Regions from separate parts of the Mus musculus genome. Here regions 1 and 3 are each linked to region 2. Evidence: chromatin contacts called from public Hi-C data. All regions are on one chromosome and are shown on one strand. The core of a region is the stretch at or near the end of the contact, and the rest is flanking DNA. Distances in the headings are between cores, read along the strand shown. Region 1 overlaps Tmem154 (transmembrane protein 154). Region 2 has its middle 73 kb from the start of Gm31096. Region 3 has its middle 19 kb from the start of Tmem154.

Evidence for each region. A called contact is a pair of places that touch in the nucleus more often than the background predicts.
Region 1: a Hi-C map of the Ba/F3 cell line shows a contact between it and region 2, with 2.3 times the contacts expected there. The contact joins two enhancer-like sites. A contact is called at or near these places in 3 of 484 Hi-C or Micro-C datasets (the Ba/F3 cell line, the G1E-ER4 cell line and Th1 cells) and 1 of 115 datasets of contacts at active chromatin or transcription factors (extraembryonic endoderm stem cells).
Region 3: a Hi-C map of liver shows a contact between it and region 2, with 3 times the contacts expected there. The contact joins two enhancer-like sites. A contact is called at or near these places in 1 of 484 Hi-C or Micro-C datasets (liver), 1 of 115 datasets of contacts at active chromatin or transcription factors (embryonic stem cells) and 1 of 9 other capture datasets (embryonic stem cells).

What each region holds. Positions count from the first base shown.
Region 1 is chr3:84,677,419-84,680,118 of GRCm38.p6, reverse strand. All of the region lies in intron 1 of Tmem154 (transmembrane protein 154), which reads right to left. Among named protein-coding and RNA genes, the nearest start is that of Tmem154, 13 kb to the right of the region's middle. Within about 2 kb of position 1,293, at least 92 of the 459 cell types and tissues checked have an H3K27ac peak or open chromatin away from gene starts, as enhancers often do. A contact at or near this core is called in the Ba/F3 cell line, the G1E-ER4 cell line and Th1 cells, where this site is marked.
Region 2 is chr3:85,193,762-85,196,461 of GRCm38.p6, reverse strand. No RefSeq gene overlaps it. Among named protein-coding and RNA genes, the nearest start is that of Gm31096, 73 kb to the right of the region's middle. Within about 2 kb of position 1,296, at least 120 of the 459 cell types and tissues checked have an H3K27ac peak or open chromatin away from gene starts, as enhancers often do. A contact at or near this core is called in the Ba/F3 cell line, the G1E-ER4 cell line, Th1 cells and 1 more, where this site is marked.
Region 3 is chr3:84,645,386-84,648,085 of GRCm38.p6, reverse strand. No RefSeq gene overlaps it. Among named protein-coding and RNA genes, the nearest start is that of Tmem154, 19 kb to the left of the region's middle. Within about 2 kb of position 1,430, at least 94 of the 459 cell types and tissues checked have an H3K27ac peak or open chromatin away from gene starts, as enhancers often do. A contact at or near this core is called in liver, where this site is marked.

The sequences.
Region 1 (2,700 bases), core at 44-2,543, 520 kb after region 2:
GAGTCTAGCACCTAGCACCCTGGCCATAAAACAGATCTCCAGAAAATGAGCGCTACCTAGGTTAAGTAAGCTCCACGGGGCTTTCAGGTTTTCTTCTTTTGCCTCAGACACCCTACATATCCACTCCTTCCCCGACTCCATGTTCATAACGAAGGAACCCTGGAAGAGCCCTTCCCATTTTAGAACTTGTTCCCTAAAAGTGCTCCGGAAGGCAGGTGAGTGGGTAAGTGCCGTGCCTTCTCAGCCTGGGGCACAGACACCAGGGCGGCATACCTGATGTCAACTTTGTTCGTCTACCTATCTTCTTTCCTGGTGTGCTTCTTGGTTGTCCCTCGGGAGTTCCGCCCACCTGCTATAACTTCCTCATTTATTCTCATATTTCGGGGCTAACAATTTGGATATTATTCAGGACATGAGTGGTGGGGATGGGGATAAAATTGGCAGAGCTGAGGGTGGGGTGAGGATACAGTGGGTGTGGAAAGAAGAGGTGTCAGCAAGCAAAAGGCAGAAGAAACCCTGAAGGCAGTGTGTGAAATGCAGGTAGGCCTTGCCTGCCACCGGTCAGCAGGGCTCCAACAGGAGTGTTCTGATGGCTGGCCTGGTCATGGTTATATCAAGTGACCCCATCCCAAACTTCCCAGAGCTCCTTCATTTCATCATTTCTCCTTCTGGTCCTTAAAGAATGACTCAATGTCACCTTTTAACATCACAATGTCACTGTCAGAAACTTGAAGGTAGGCTACATCTCATCATCTGACTGTTCGGCCCTGAGTCAGCAGATACTAAAGAAGGCTCACTTACAAATGCTTGTTGACGGTATTTATGCAAACACATCTGGGACTCACAGGGTGCACATCTGGTGAGGACCCCGGAGAAAATCTTTGTGAGTCGGGGAAGAAATGAGATGAGGTCTGATAGCTCCAGTATCTGAGCCTCACGCATGCCTGTGTCATCGTCCTGAGGACAGCCACTGAGTGGAAATGAGTTTGCTTCTTGGTGAAGCAAGCCAGCTAACTTCTCTCTTTTTTTTTTTTTGAAAGTGGAACAAATGTGTAATCGAGATCTCTAGGTTTTGTGGTTGCTGCTGTGCTGTTAAGCTAGTGCTAGAGTGAGGATAAAGAGCATGTGGTTGGATGGTGCTGGGGACCTTTTGCTTGCTAAGCATGTGCTCTACCACTCAGTACACCCTGACCCTTCTTGGTTTTGAAATGGGGAGTACCCCCACTTCCCTGCTAAGGACCCACAAACTAAAGCAACAATAGAAGAGGGCTTCCTAATTCAGGATATCGTGCCCTGTGCTGGGCCTGTTCTTGCCTTTGTTGATTTTGCCGAGTGTGTGCCCCAATGACTTAGGTACTTATAACTCAGACAGTGAAATGGAACAAGGCACACCTGGTGTCCTGTGCTCTCTCTCCTGTTCTGTGGACTAACCGACCACATGTGTGACTTTGAGGATACTCAAGAAACTAAACCCAAGAGTTCTACCTAAGTATCACCCCTGACATCTGCATGGAGCAAAGAGTGAGGAGCCCAAAGTCTGTTAGAAAAAGATTAAAATAATAGCTAAATAAATAAATAGGAAACCAAGTGGGTATAGGGATATAGCTCAGGTGATAAAGGCTTGTCCGGCGTGAAGCCCTGGGTGTAACTTCAGCTCTGGGGAAAACTAAGCATGCCTGCAGTCCAAGCTCTTTGGAGGTAGAGGCAAGAAGATCACAAGTTCGAAGTCATCCTTGACTACTACGCGAGCTCCTGTCTCAAACAATAAAGTTCAGAAGCCAAGGTCATCTTTGCCTTAGCTGCACATTCCCACTGCCTGAGCACCTTGCATGCCTGATACTCAGGTCTCACTCACATGGTATCTATATCAGAGGCTGGGATGAAGGCTGGGAGAATTACCTGCAGGGGAATGCAGGGTGCAGTCAAGGTTGAGACCAACCTCTAAACTCTCTGCTTCTAGCCCTTCCTTGGGCTAACAACTCAACTCACTCTTGTTCTGCTGTTCGTTCTGTAAACTTGACAAGACTCAAACTCAAGGCCCTGGAAACCTAGGACCCAACTCTCTCAGCTGAACTTGATGCTTAAGGTTATCATTGAAAGCTGAGTTTCTGGATGATGCTGGGCAGATATATCATGACAGGAGCACTCCCCTTCCTGAATAAGTCTGAGAGATGGGAACCTGAGTCTCCCCGAAAAGGTCTGCTGATGGCATGGCATGGTGGTTTAAGCCTCCAGTCTTTGGAACTATCCAGGAAGCTTCATAAAGCATAGACTGCCAGGTTCTTCTCCCAGAGTCCTGACATAGTGGGTTTGAGTTAAAGCTCAAGACAGTTCACTGGTCTGAGAGTTGTTGCCTAAATAATTTCATTTTGTGATTAATAATGATCAGTTGTCCCAACAGCTATTTTCCCGCAGTTTCACCAGTTACTTGATGCTGTGTAGGGATGTATCCTGGGTAACAGGATGTATGTCTAGAAGCAGTCCTAGGACCTTCCTCATGCTACACACACACACACACACACACACACACACACACACACACACAGAGTCCTCTGGTGAGTGATAGCCCTAGTCCTAATAATATTTCCTTAAAGTCTTCCTAGATGACTCTGGTAAATAAGCTTGCTGGCCTAAGAATTACTGAATTAAACCATGAGTGAGTGGACAGTGTCTTAATTTGCTGTGACTCACAATGACAGA
Region 2 (2,700 bases), core at 47-2,546:
ATGAATAATTATTAATAAGTCTGAATGTTAATTTTAATAAGTTAACTGCTGTTCGGTATTTGTAGCAGGTTTCTGATTCCAAGCACAGTGACATGATATTTGCTAATAGAGACCTAAGATCACTTAGTATATCCACCAACTAGCATAAAGTGATAGCCAAGGATATACTCCAGAGAGTTGTCAACACACTACTGGCTTGCTCAGACTGACCTATCGGCTGCACTGAGGCCCCTTCTCCCTTCTCCCCTCCCTGACCACCAGGCACAGCTGAGCACCAGGCCAAAGCCAGAGCTGAAAGAAGTGAAGCCTCTGAAAAGGCTGCCCCACAGAAGTTATATTAGGCACTGGGCAGGCTTAAGGAGCAGTCCCAGTAATGGGTGAGATGTAAATGATAATAGTTAAGGCTCAGCAAAAAATACTTATATTTCTTTCTATACTACAATATCCTATATACTATGATATATTATCATATATTCACTAAAAAAAATCTATGATCTATTATTTACAAAAAAACCAATTTCACTTTCAGTTTTGTTTAAATATATATATATATATATATATATATATATATATATATATATATTCCACTTTAAAGGTGATACATGGTTACTTCTAAGAATGTGCACAATAGACTAGAATCTAAGTAGAAGAAGATTGACAAGTTCTAGGCCAGCCTGGGCTACATAGCAAGATCACGTCTCAAAATAAACAAATACACAAAGTGTACAATATAGAGTTGTATAGAGACGAGAAAAATCACCTGTAACCTTGTAGCCCAGACACTGTGACAGATCCTCCCATGTTTCTTTCTAGTCTTTCCTCTCTCTGTGCACAAATGTTTTCTTTTTTCTAAATATATTTATTTGTATGCAGGCTGAGATTGTTCTAGCCTGATTCTGTCACTTCACCTTATATTGTAAACTTTTTTTTCCTGCATTGCATCATGTAGAGTCCTAGCAGAAACTACATTTTGTTTTCTGTTGGTCTCCTGAGGCACAGCTGAGGGACGGAGAACTGCCGAAAGGAACCCTGGGAAGCTTCCCGTGGCTAACCCCGAGGGTGGAGAAGGAGAGCAGTTCCTGGAGCCCTGTGGGGCTCAGGAGTGAGGAAAGGTTGTTAACAAAATCTCAACTGTTCAATTTACCAGATGCTGGTGTGAAAGCCTGCTAGCTCGGAGAGGCAGAGAAAGCACCCAGCTGACCTTCTTCCTCAGCCGACCTCCCAACGGCAGAGCAAGCTCTCCTTCTTCACATTGTCTCCAAAACCCTTCAAACTGAATGGCCCTCCCTTCTACTTCCTGTGTGCCTCTCTATCCGCCCTCCTGACTTCCTCTCACACTCTGTGGTTCTTTTCCTGTGTTTACTCCCTGTCAGCTGGTTGCTTGCTCTGACCTATGGCTGGTGTTATTTAATCATGTTTACAATAAACAAAAAGCTCTTGGATTAAAGGCATGTGACACAGCACAACTAAAAACAGGTTTTTCCAGTAAACAGCATACTCTCAGAGTTCCCAGTGTGATCAAATATTCTGCAACAGCGAGTCCTGGTAGAATCCACAGCCATGAGTGGAAAAGCAGCCGGGAATGAGGAGCCTAACTTTTTTGCCTCCTTGCTGGGCCCCTCATTGGAAAAACTAAAAATGGAGGTCAGAGGGTTGAGTTCTGGAGAGTGGGGAATGATCTAAAATGGCAAAAGAGAGATTTAGATTGCGTCCCAAGGACCTATGAGTTGAAAGTTTTGTCCCAACTTGGCACTATTGGGAGATGGTAGAAACCTTTAGAGGTGGGGCCCATCAGGATCTAGTCATTGACCTATGTGAGGCAGGGGAGAAAAGGGGATGATTATGGGAACATGTGAAAGGGAGGGAGCCCCTTACTCTGGGAATCTAATCAAAGACTCTCTGGGAGTCAAGCATTTCGGCACAACTAGCATCTGTTGTAAGCGTACTGGCATAGAGACCATATTCCTTTCGTAGAGAGATATTTTAAAGTAAGAATGTTAAAATAGCAATGAACTGTGCATAGGGCCTTAGTATATATGACCTTGAGTTTGCCCTGCATCCTTCCCATACATCTCCCGAGAATCTCACAAACTAGATTATTGACGTTTGATTATGAATGAAACGTCTTCACTTCCTGGAGCCGTCCTCGGGTGGCACCTTATCAGCTGTAACCCCAGTGCACTCAGGAGCCAGCCTAAGATCTCATTTAAATTCCATAGCAGACCATCTCTGTCACTGGTGGTCTGAGGTCAGGATGGGGTTGGGTGTTTCCAAGTTCTCAGCCTCTTTCCCAGAAAACTGAAAATAAGGGCTACACAGATTTACAAAAGGAGCAAGAGAACTTTATTTGAGGGACACACTGTCAAGATTGACAGCAGGCCACATGAATGAAGGTACCCAGAACCCCAGGCTTTTTATGGAATCTAAGGCAGGAGAAGCTGTGGTCAGAGAGTCCTCTATTTTGATTGATAGATTAATTTATATATTCATTTATCTGTGAATGTCCCTCCCCATAATGTATCTCATTTTAACCACATGTATGCCTAACTATACATGCATAGGCATAATGTGGTAAAAGTAGAGGTTCTGCCCTAGAAATTCACTTAAATAGGCTGGACATGCCCTTTAATTCTTTAACATTTAGGATACATTGTGGGTACTCTTGAATAGAAACCATCTAATTCGATCATTTTAGAGGAA
Region 3 (2,700 bases), core at 181-2,680, 550 kb after region 2:
CGTGTGCCACCACGCCCAGCAAAATCTGTGATTCTTATGCTGGCTTCACTTTAGAGCCACAGAACCTGCCAACAAGTGGGAATCCTGGGAGTTGGAGAACTGGCATTATGAGGTGATTCCAATGTACAGCCGTGGTTCTGAACCAGTGGTCTGGATGGAATTCCTGGACTGAGAGACAGCCACAGCCTTGACCTTGGTACGAGGACAGAGCTTTGCTGGGGAAGTTCAGTGGGGAAGGGAGCTGGGCTATGAGATCATCCTCCCAGAATCCTCCCTGGTCTCTGATGGACACTGGGGTTCTTATACAGCCTCGAGTTCGCTAAGTGAGAAGCCTGAGTATCAACAGAGGCTGTGCCTGAAGGATCTGGAAAGAGTTCAGAGAAGAGAAACAAAGATGACTGAAGAAGAGGACAATGGAGCCTTTGAAAGGAAGTGAAAGGAAACAAGCCCAGCCTGAAAAGCTGAGAGACAGCCACACACTCCTGTCCTGTGGAGGTTGTGCTCGCTGCTGATCGGCCAGGCTCCATTTTCACTGAGGATGAAACAGGAAAACAAATAAACGTCACCCACCTGTGTCTGTGTAAGTCCTTTCACTCTCTATAAACTCCCAGCGCACTCATCCTTGAGTCCACTTGACAGGAGTTAGGATAAACAGAAATGCCCTGAAGCCAGAAGAGCAGCTGGTTAAAGATGCTTCTTTTAATGCACAATAAAAACCAGAACCACTTTTCTCTAACAGGGATGCTTTATGTATTTCCCATTTGACTTTGTGAATTGCATTATTAAAGGGTTGGCAAAATGGCTCATTAAGTAAAGGCACTTGTCACTGAACCTCATGACATGAGGGAAGAGAAAATTAACTCCTACTGGCTTTCTGTCTCTCTCTCTGTCTGTCTGTCTGTCTGTCTCTCTCACGTACACACACACACACACACATGCACACACACCCATTGTTAAAGCAAATTAGAATATCCACCTTTAAAATTATATTTTGGGAGCTTAATTTTTATGTTACTGGTACAGCAATATCCATATGCATCAGGCTCTAAACTCAACCCCCAGCAAACACACACACACACACACTCACACAAGATATATATATATATATGTAATGTCATAGTTAAACTATTTTAGACACTGATTTCCAATGTATCTGAATTTTGTTGGAGCTCTTATTATGCAAAAAATAATAAGTATATTTTACATTCACATGATGTCTTATCTGAATGCCTTTCACCTTGACAACAGTATTTGGTCTGTGAAAAATTATTTGAAGCCATATCAAGGCACTATTTTCCCATTTGAGAAGGAGAGCGGCTTCCCCATTGTCTCACTGTAAACTGTAGACTTGGAGAAGTTTCCAGGGCGAGTGACTCTTGGTTTCAGGCCCTTTGCCACGCTGGCCACACTCATCCTTTGGCACGCATAAAGTCTGGTTTCGACACAGATCACTGGATCCACCCCAGAGTCCTGACTCAGCAGGTCTTGGGTGGGGTCTGAGAACTCTCATTTCAGGTAAGTTACCAGAACTGTTGGCACAGAAAGCCACTGCCTCACACCGTTCACTTTACACACATTCCTGGAGTCTACCTTCTCCACTCAATGTTTAGTCCTCTGTTCTTCTCTAAGAGTTCCCTGGAGCAGGAAGGTAAGGCAGCCTTCAGCCATGTCCAGGCCAAGGAGAAATAAAGCCAGCTACCTCCCGTGGGGTTCCTGTTTTGTATGCTTGGTGAGAACCCCATTCAAGGACGTATAAGAATTGGGTGTGTATAAACGATTTCTTCAGGATCCTTGGGCTCTGCAGGGTAGCAGGCACTGGCTCATAAATCTAAATGATTCATAACAACAGCCTACATAGCATAATAAATGCTTCAAGAAATCAATGAGCAAAACTTCTGTGTTGCAGCTGCACCTAAACACACTCAAAAATTAATAGCTGGAGTTTGAAGGCTACAGAAAAACAGTAAATTGTCTAGCAAAGCGCTGCCTGGGTGAGTCAGTACGAAACGCTGGTACAGTAGAGGCCCCAGGCTGGCCACTTGCAGAAAGAATGCTCTGCACTGTCAAGCCAGGGTCCTTTTGGGATCAAGATTCAAGTCCAGAACTATCTAGTGGAGGATACTTTCCCTAGCGAAAGATCAACCCCAAGAGTGCCCTGTCCGGGTGAACCTGCTCAGCCACACCCAGGGTTCTTTGTCAGTGCATGCACCTAGTTCTAGGGAGTGGCTTTTTTTTAAAAACTGTATTCTCACTAACATGTGACCTTTAATGCTGTTGAGGCGGGAAAGAGAAGGGACACCTTTCTTGGTGAATGGGAAGGATGAGGGAAGGGAACTTCAAAAGAATCAGAGAGTGGGGGGAAAAAAAGAAATATTTGAAACCTGAGTATCTCCAAGCCTGCAAATAGCATTCCAGAAGTCTCTAGAACAGGACCAGGGAAGTGAAAGCCATTTCCAGCGTAGGCAGGTCCCACCCTAAAACACAAGAAAGTCACTCCTCCTGGAGCCCGCTGTGGCTGGCCCGATCCTGGTTAGCGGCTTATTGTTCTCTAACTGGCCCTCAGGGAGAGCCACAAAAACAAAATGATGTTCTGGACTCTGTGAACCCCAATCTGTCTCAGCCAGACAGTCTTGTGGTGTGGAAAGAAAAAGAAAAAACAGTTGCCAGAGCCTGCCCTGCGGGTTCAAGGGCTCCTCCCTC